Linked DNA regions of Mus musculus: region 2 is linked to region 1. Evidence: chromatin contacts called from public Micro-C data. All regions are on one chromosome and are shown on one strand. Each heading gives the region's core, a stretch centred on a gene start, on an enhancer-like site or on the middle of the called end of the contact. The rest is flanking DNA. Distances are from core to core; before and after follow the strand shown.

Region 1 (2,700 bases), core at 23-2,522:
AAATCCACCTGCCTCTGCCTCCTGAGTGCTGGGATTAAAGGCGTGCGCCACCACGCCCGGCTGTTTGTTTTAAAGGTTTAATTTTTAAGCATACATGCCTACATGTATGTTTGTGTGCCATGTGTGTGCCTGGTGCCCACAGAGGCCACAGGGGAGTGTTGGATCCCCAGAACTGGACTTACAGTTAGCTGTGAGCCACCATGTGGGTGTTGGGGTTCAGACTTGGCTCTCATAACCACTGAAACATCTCTCCAGCCCTGCATCCTACCAGTAAGCTTTATCTCCAGCTTCTGTGAACTATTTAGTAGAGGGGAAGGAACCCTGCCCTTAAGTTTTAGGAGTATATTTGAAAGGGTTTCACACACACACACACACACACACACACACACACACACACACACACACACGCTCGGCTGTGTCGTGAAAGACTCAGGTCCCAGCACGGCTGTGGGCACAATGTCTGGGTACCAGCTTACCACCTAGCCCAGGCTCGGAGCAGCAGAGCAGTGTCAGCCTGTGCCAGTGCCTGGGGGCAGGGCAGGGCAGGGCAGGCTGTGTGAATAGAGGGTGTTGTCAGTCCTCTAGGGGAAACAGGAGATGAGGGCAGATCCTGCCTGGCAGGTTTGTCACCCACATCTCTGCTTACACTTTCAGGGACGCTCCTTACTCTGGGTGGAGACTGGCTCATGGTAGCAAGGCCCTGAGGAGCCAGCCTTAACTTCCTGGGAGTGGCAAGGTGGAGCTGTGAGTGTTATACGGGGATGTTCTTGGTCTTCGAGAGCAGAGACATCACATTTATAAAAAGGAAACTAGTGTTGGCAGTTTAAGACACAGAGTATTTCTGGAGGCTATATTCTGGGGAGGTACAAGGCAGAGGGGTGGGAAATGATTTTTCACGGCAGTGTTCTCAGTGCGGCACCACCGAAGCCTTGCTGGGTCTCATCTATCGTTACTCTGTTGTGTGGCTCTAGTTGGGTCTCATACCCTCTCTGATTCTGTCTCCCTGTCCCTCCTGTCCCTCTGGAGATCTTTTTGTTGGTAATCCACCTGGTTCCAAGTTTCCTGCCTGACGTCTCTGAGAGGGGGCCGGATGTTAAAATGAACACGATGCCGTGAGAGAGTGTTGTCTGGAGGCAGGCAGGGTGGTGAGCAGGAGCGAGGCTCAAATGTTACAGATACTGGGGACACGTGCAGAGGAAACCCTAGCCCCCAGAGCAGGTCAGCTGCCAAAGGCTGCTTTCTGCCCTTCACCTCTAACTTCCTGTTCTTAGGCCTCGTGGAGTCCCACGGTTTCCCAGAGCACAGAAACCTACTGCCTCCTCCCTTTTGCTCAGACAGGATCTCTGAGAGCCGGATTGGCCTTCAATTTTTTTAGGGTCAAGAATGACTTTGGGGTTGGAGAAATGGCTCAGCTGTTAAGAGCACAGACTGTTCTTCCAGAGGTCCTGAGTTCAACTCCCAGTAACCACATGGTGGCTCACAATCTTCTGTAATGGGGTTTGATGCCCTCTTCTGGTGTGTCTGAAGAGAGCAATGGTGTATTCATATACAAAAAAAAAGTAATCTTAAAAAGACTTTGAACTCATTCTTATGCTCCTGCCTCCTAAGTACTGGGATTATAAGCAAGAGACATCAATTCAGCTTATGTTTCTTTTCTAATGACTTCAGCCCATTTTCAAGACCAGATAATTCCCTGGGCCAGAGTTTGCTTCCATTGCCCCTGATCTTGCATCATCCTCTTGTAGGAAGGGCCAGAGGATTCTATTTGCCTTGTGGCTCACATAATGGCCTTTCTTTTGGAGACCTGGGATCTCATGACCCATTGCTAGCTGAATGATCTGCTCTAGGGGGTATGACTTTCCTGTGTCTGCATTGGTTCCCCTCCTTTAGAGAAATACCTGGGTTCTCCTACTGAAGGACGGAGATTGTAAAATGTTCCACACAAAAGTCTGCCTGTCCAATCTTCCCTTTATGCACTGTGTCCCCAACTTTGACACCCCCCATGTCCCTTACTTTTGCTTCTGCAGCCACAATGAAAGGAGGCTGGGGGAGGAATAGGGCCTTGGAGGCCAAAACCCAGGCCAAGGAGTCTATGGCTGGGAGCATTTATTTATTTATTTATTTTTATTTTTCCCTGACGTTCCCTGTAGCGTAAGGGCTTTGGTCCCATCTCAACAAACAGCCCATCTGCCTGTACAGGTGAGAGTAGAGGACTTTGGGAATGCCCCAGGAGGTGGAAATTCAAGAGCTTGTCCAGATTTGTCCATCCCCACCCCCCATGAAGCGAGGCCACATGGCCTGCCCCAGGGGAGTGAAGCTGCCACGGATAGGAGCCCAGTGCACAAACTCAAACGACGCACAGCTGCTCGGAGCCTCCGAAGCACCATTCGCCACGGCTCAGTGGAGTCAAGTGTCTTCGTTTGCCTGCTCCCTAGTCTTGAGGAGAGCATGGCCACCAGGGTGGCCTCTAACACTCCCAGTCCAAGCACTGACAGTTGCTGGCCAGTGCTTCGGGCGCTCCACCACAGGGCTTTGTGGGTGACATGACTTCAGACCTTTGTCTATCCCGTGTACTCCAGGGCTTCATCAGGCCTGGCTAGGCCAGCACCATGTTAAATAGCTTTCTTGCCTTAAATTAACCAACCCCAGAGCAACCCCACCCATCTTGCACCTTGAATATATTAATCTATTGCCTAACAT
Region 2 (2,700 bases), core at 143-2,642, 440 kb before region 1:
CTTCTGGTGTGTCTGAATATAGTAACAGTGTACTCAAATACATAAAACAAATTAAATAAATAAAATATAAGAATGGGAATCATTCAACAGTGGTATCAATTCACATTGTTTTACCATGTTTGTTTGTTTGGTTGGTTGGTTGGTTAGTTGGTTTTTACTGCTTCATCCAAAGCAGGAGGCCATCTTCCAAAAAAGATGTAAAATAAGCATAGAGACATTCTCTTAAAAAAAAAAAAAAAAAAAAAGCCGGACGTGGTGGCGTACGCCTTTAATCCCAGCACTCGGGAGGCAGAGGCAGGTGAATTTCTGAGTTCGAGGTCAGCCTGGTCTACAGAGTGAGTTCCAGGACAGCCAGGGTTACACAGAGAAACCCTGTCTCGAAAAACCAAAATATAATAATAATAATAATAATAATAATAATAATAATAATAATTGTAAATAGCTGATAGTTCAGAAATTTTCATTTTCCTACAGAGGTGAAAGAAGAAAAGTGACAGAGAAATTGCACCACTGCTAGACAGACAAACAGAGTTCAGAGTGAGACAGATAGCGATCAGACTCCAGGTGTGGGATAAGCAACCTCAAGACTCCGCTGAGTCTTCCCAACCACAGTATCAGACATGTCTTTTCTCAATCAGACTACAATCATAATATTATACATGGATTTTCTAAAGCATCCTTGAGCCAAGCCTGGTCACCGAGACTGTAATCCCTGCTACTCGGGCGACTGAGGCAGGAAGATCTCAACTTCAAGTCCTACCTGGGCCAACTTGAACAAGTTGATATCTCAAAGGATAAAGTAAAGAAAGAGGCTGAGGAAGGTAGAGCATTTGTCACCCTTGTGGATTCAATCCTTGCCTCTACAAGGCTATTAACAATAACAATAACTTGTCTCCCATCTTCCCGGTGGGAGGGCAGAGAGGAATGGCTAAATCCTAAGACAAGGAAGCCTCCCTGTGACCAAATCTTCACTCTTGCTATTATCTCTGGGCCCAGTACACCTGAGATCCTTCATTGGGTCTTGAGCTCCTAAGCCTGTGGTTTTCCTCTGGGTGGTGACTCAGTGCCCACAGCCTACCCTGCATGCCATTTCCCCCTATCCGGGCCTTGTTGACTGCTCTGAGTAAGAGGTGGCTCTGTGGTTTCTCTGAAGCAACAACCACAAACTGCCAAGCCCACCTTACCCATCCTCCACTCCCCACCTTGTCTGTCACTCTCCTAGTCCCACCCCCAGGCTGTCGACTGAAAGAGAAACAGGGAGGTTTATATGTTTGTGCACTTGGTGCTATGCATGAGAGTGGAAGAGACCCCCATTCACCAGGCAGGGAGAGTTGGCTGAGGATGAGGATGCAGCTCAGCGGTGGAGTGCTCGTATATTTAGTCTTCATCACCTGCCCCTCTACCCACATGTGGGCAGGATGTGGGAGAGGAGGGAGAGAGATGGTGTAAGGCAAAATGTCTTCAGGGTTTCCTTTGGGGTAACCTATTTGCTCATTTACATGTATTCCTCAAAAGCGACTGAAACCATGACAATGGACAAGAAGATGAGATACTCAGGCACCTCTCCAGTGAAAACTGAGTCTTCTGGTAGCAAGAGTTCTGCTGGCTCTCAGCGCTCCAAGACTTCCTGAGCCAGGGGACTTATCTGATTCACGCTGACACTCTTCACCTGGGAGATTATTGAGTTGGCTTGTAAAAGCTCCATGTGGGGCTTGGTTCTGATCCATAGCTCTCAGCAAGGCAAAGCTGGGCTGAAGATGGGCACACCTTGCAGCTTACCGTCTCCTCCATCTTTGCCTCTCTTTTTCCTGGCTTGAATAGCAAGAGCCTCCCTGCCTGATAACCGTCCTGCATCCTACCACCCAGTCATTTGGCTTCCAAGACAGACAACCCTCCCATGCCTGGCTTCCAAAGGCCTGCCAGCCTCAATTGTGCCAGAGAGGTACATTAACAACCAACCAAAAGGAGGAAAGAAGGGGCCCAGGGTGACAGAGCCACCAGAGTACCTCAAGGAAGGCACTATCCTATGGTGTGGTTAAATCATTCAGGTTAGCACTGGGGAATAGCACCAAGGCAAGAGGCTGTGGGCCTCTTTGCACCTGAATACTGCAGCTCTGCACCTGAATACTGAATCTCTCTTGGCCTGGATGAAGAACAGCTCTCCACTTGTCCATCACTATTGACTTAGATCCATTGGTTCTTATAAGTGGCCCAGCAAGGCTGCACTGTCCCTGGCTTTCTTCCCAGACTCAGATGCTGACTGGAGACAGACGCCATTCTGGGTGATGATGACCTTCCAGAGGCCACTGTAGAGCTCAGTGACTCAAGGGAGCTGCCCTAGGTCAGAGACTGAGAAAGGAGAATGGTCCTGTCTTGGCTATTGTTCTACCACTGTGCTAGGATACCATGACCAAGGCAACTTATAAAAGAAAGTGTTTAATTTGGGGCTCATGGCTGCAGACGGTTAGAGTTCTTAACTATCATGGCGGGGAGCATGACAGCAGACAGGCATGGTGCTGGAGCAGTAGCCAAGAGCTCACATCCTTATCCAAAAGTAGAAGGCAGAGACAGTGACACTGGGAATAGCATGGACTTTTGAAACCTCAAAGGTCACCCCCCAGTGACACACCTCCTCCAACAAGGCCAGTCCCTAATGTTCCACCAACTAAGGACTTTAGTCAAATATATGGCTTGTGGGGT

The links. Hi-C and Micro-C count contacts between places; a contact is called where the count stands out from the background.
Region 2: a contact with region 1 is called in a Micro-C map of the HL-1 cell line, with 2.4 times the contacts expected there. The contact joins two enhancer-like sites. A contact is called at or near these places in 1 of 15 datasets of contacts at CTCF or cohesin (large pre-B cells), 3 of 484 Hi-C or Micro-C datasets (the HL-1 cell line, embryonic stem cells and pre-B cells) and 4 of 115 datasets of contacts at active chromatin or transcription factors (embryonic stem cells, large pre-B cells and stem cell-derived neural progenitor cells).

Annotation. Positions count from the first base shown.
Region 1 is chr9:56,899,268-56,901,967 of GRCm38.p6, reverse strand. Cspg4 (chondroitin sulfate proteoglycan 4) reads right to left here. Exons shown (of 10, transcript NM_139001.2): 10 at 2,098-2,700. Among named protein-coding and RNA genes, the nearest start is that of Snx33, 28 kb to the left of the region's middle. Within about 2 kb of position 1,272, at least 77 of the 459 cell types and tissues checked have an H3K27ac peak or open chromatin away from gene starts, as enhancers often do. A contact at or near this core is called in the HL-1 cell line, where this site is marked.
Region 2 is chr9:57,338,468-57,341,167 of GRCm38.p6, reverse strand. No RefSeq gene overlaps it. Among named protein-coding and RNA genes, the nearest start is that of Gm39343, 30 kb to the right of the region's middle. Within about 2 kb of position 1,392, at least 104 of the 459 cell types and tissues checked have an H3K27ac peak or open chromatin away from gene starts, as enhancers often do. A contact at or near this core is called in the HL-1 cell line, where this site is marked.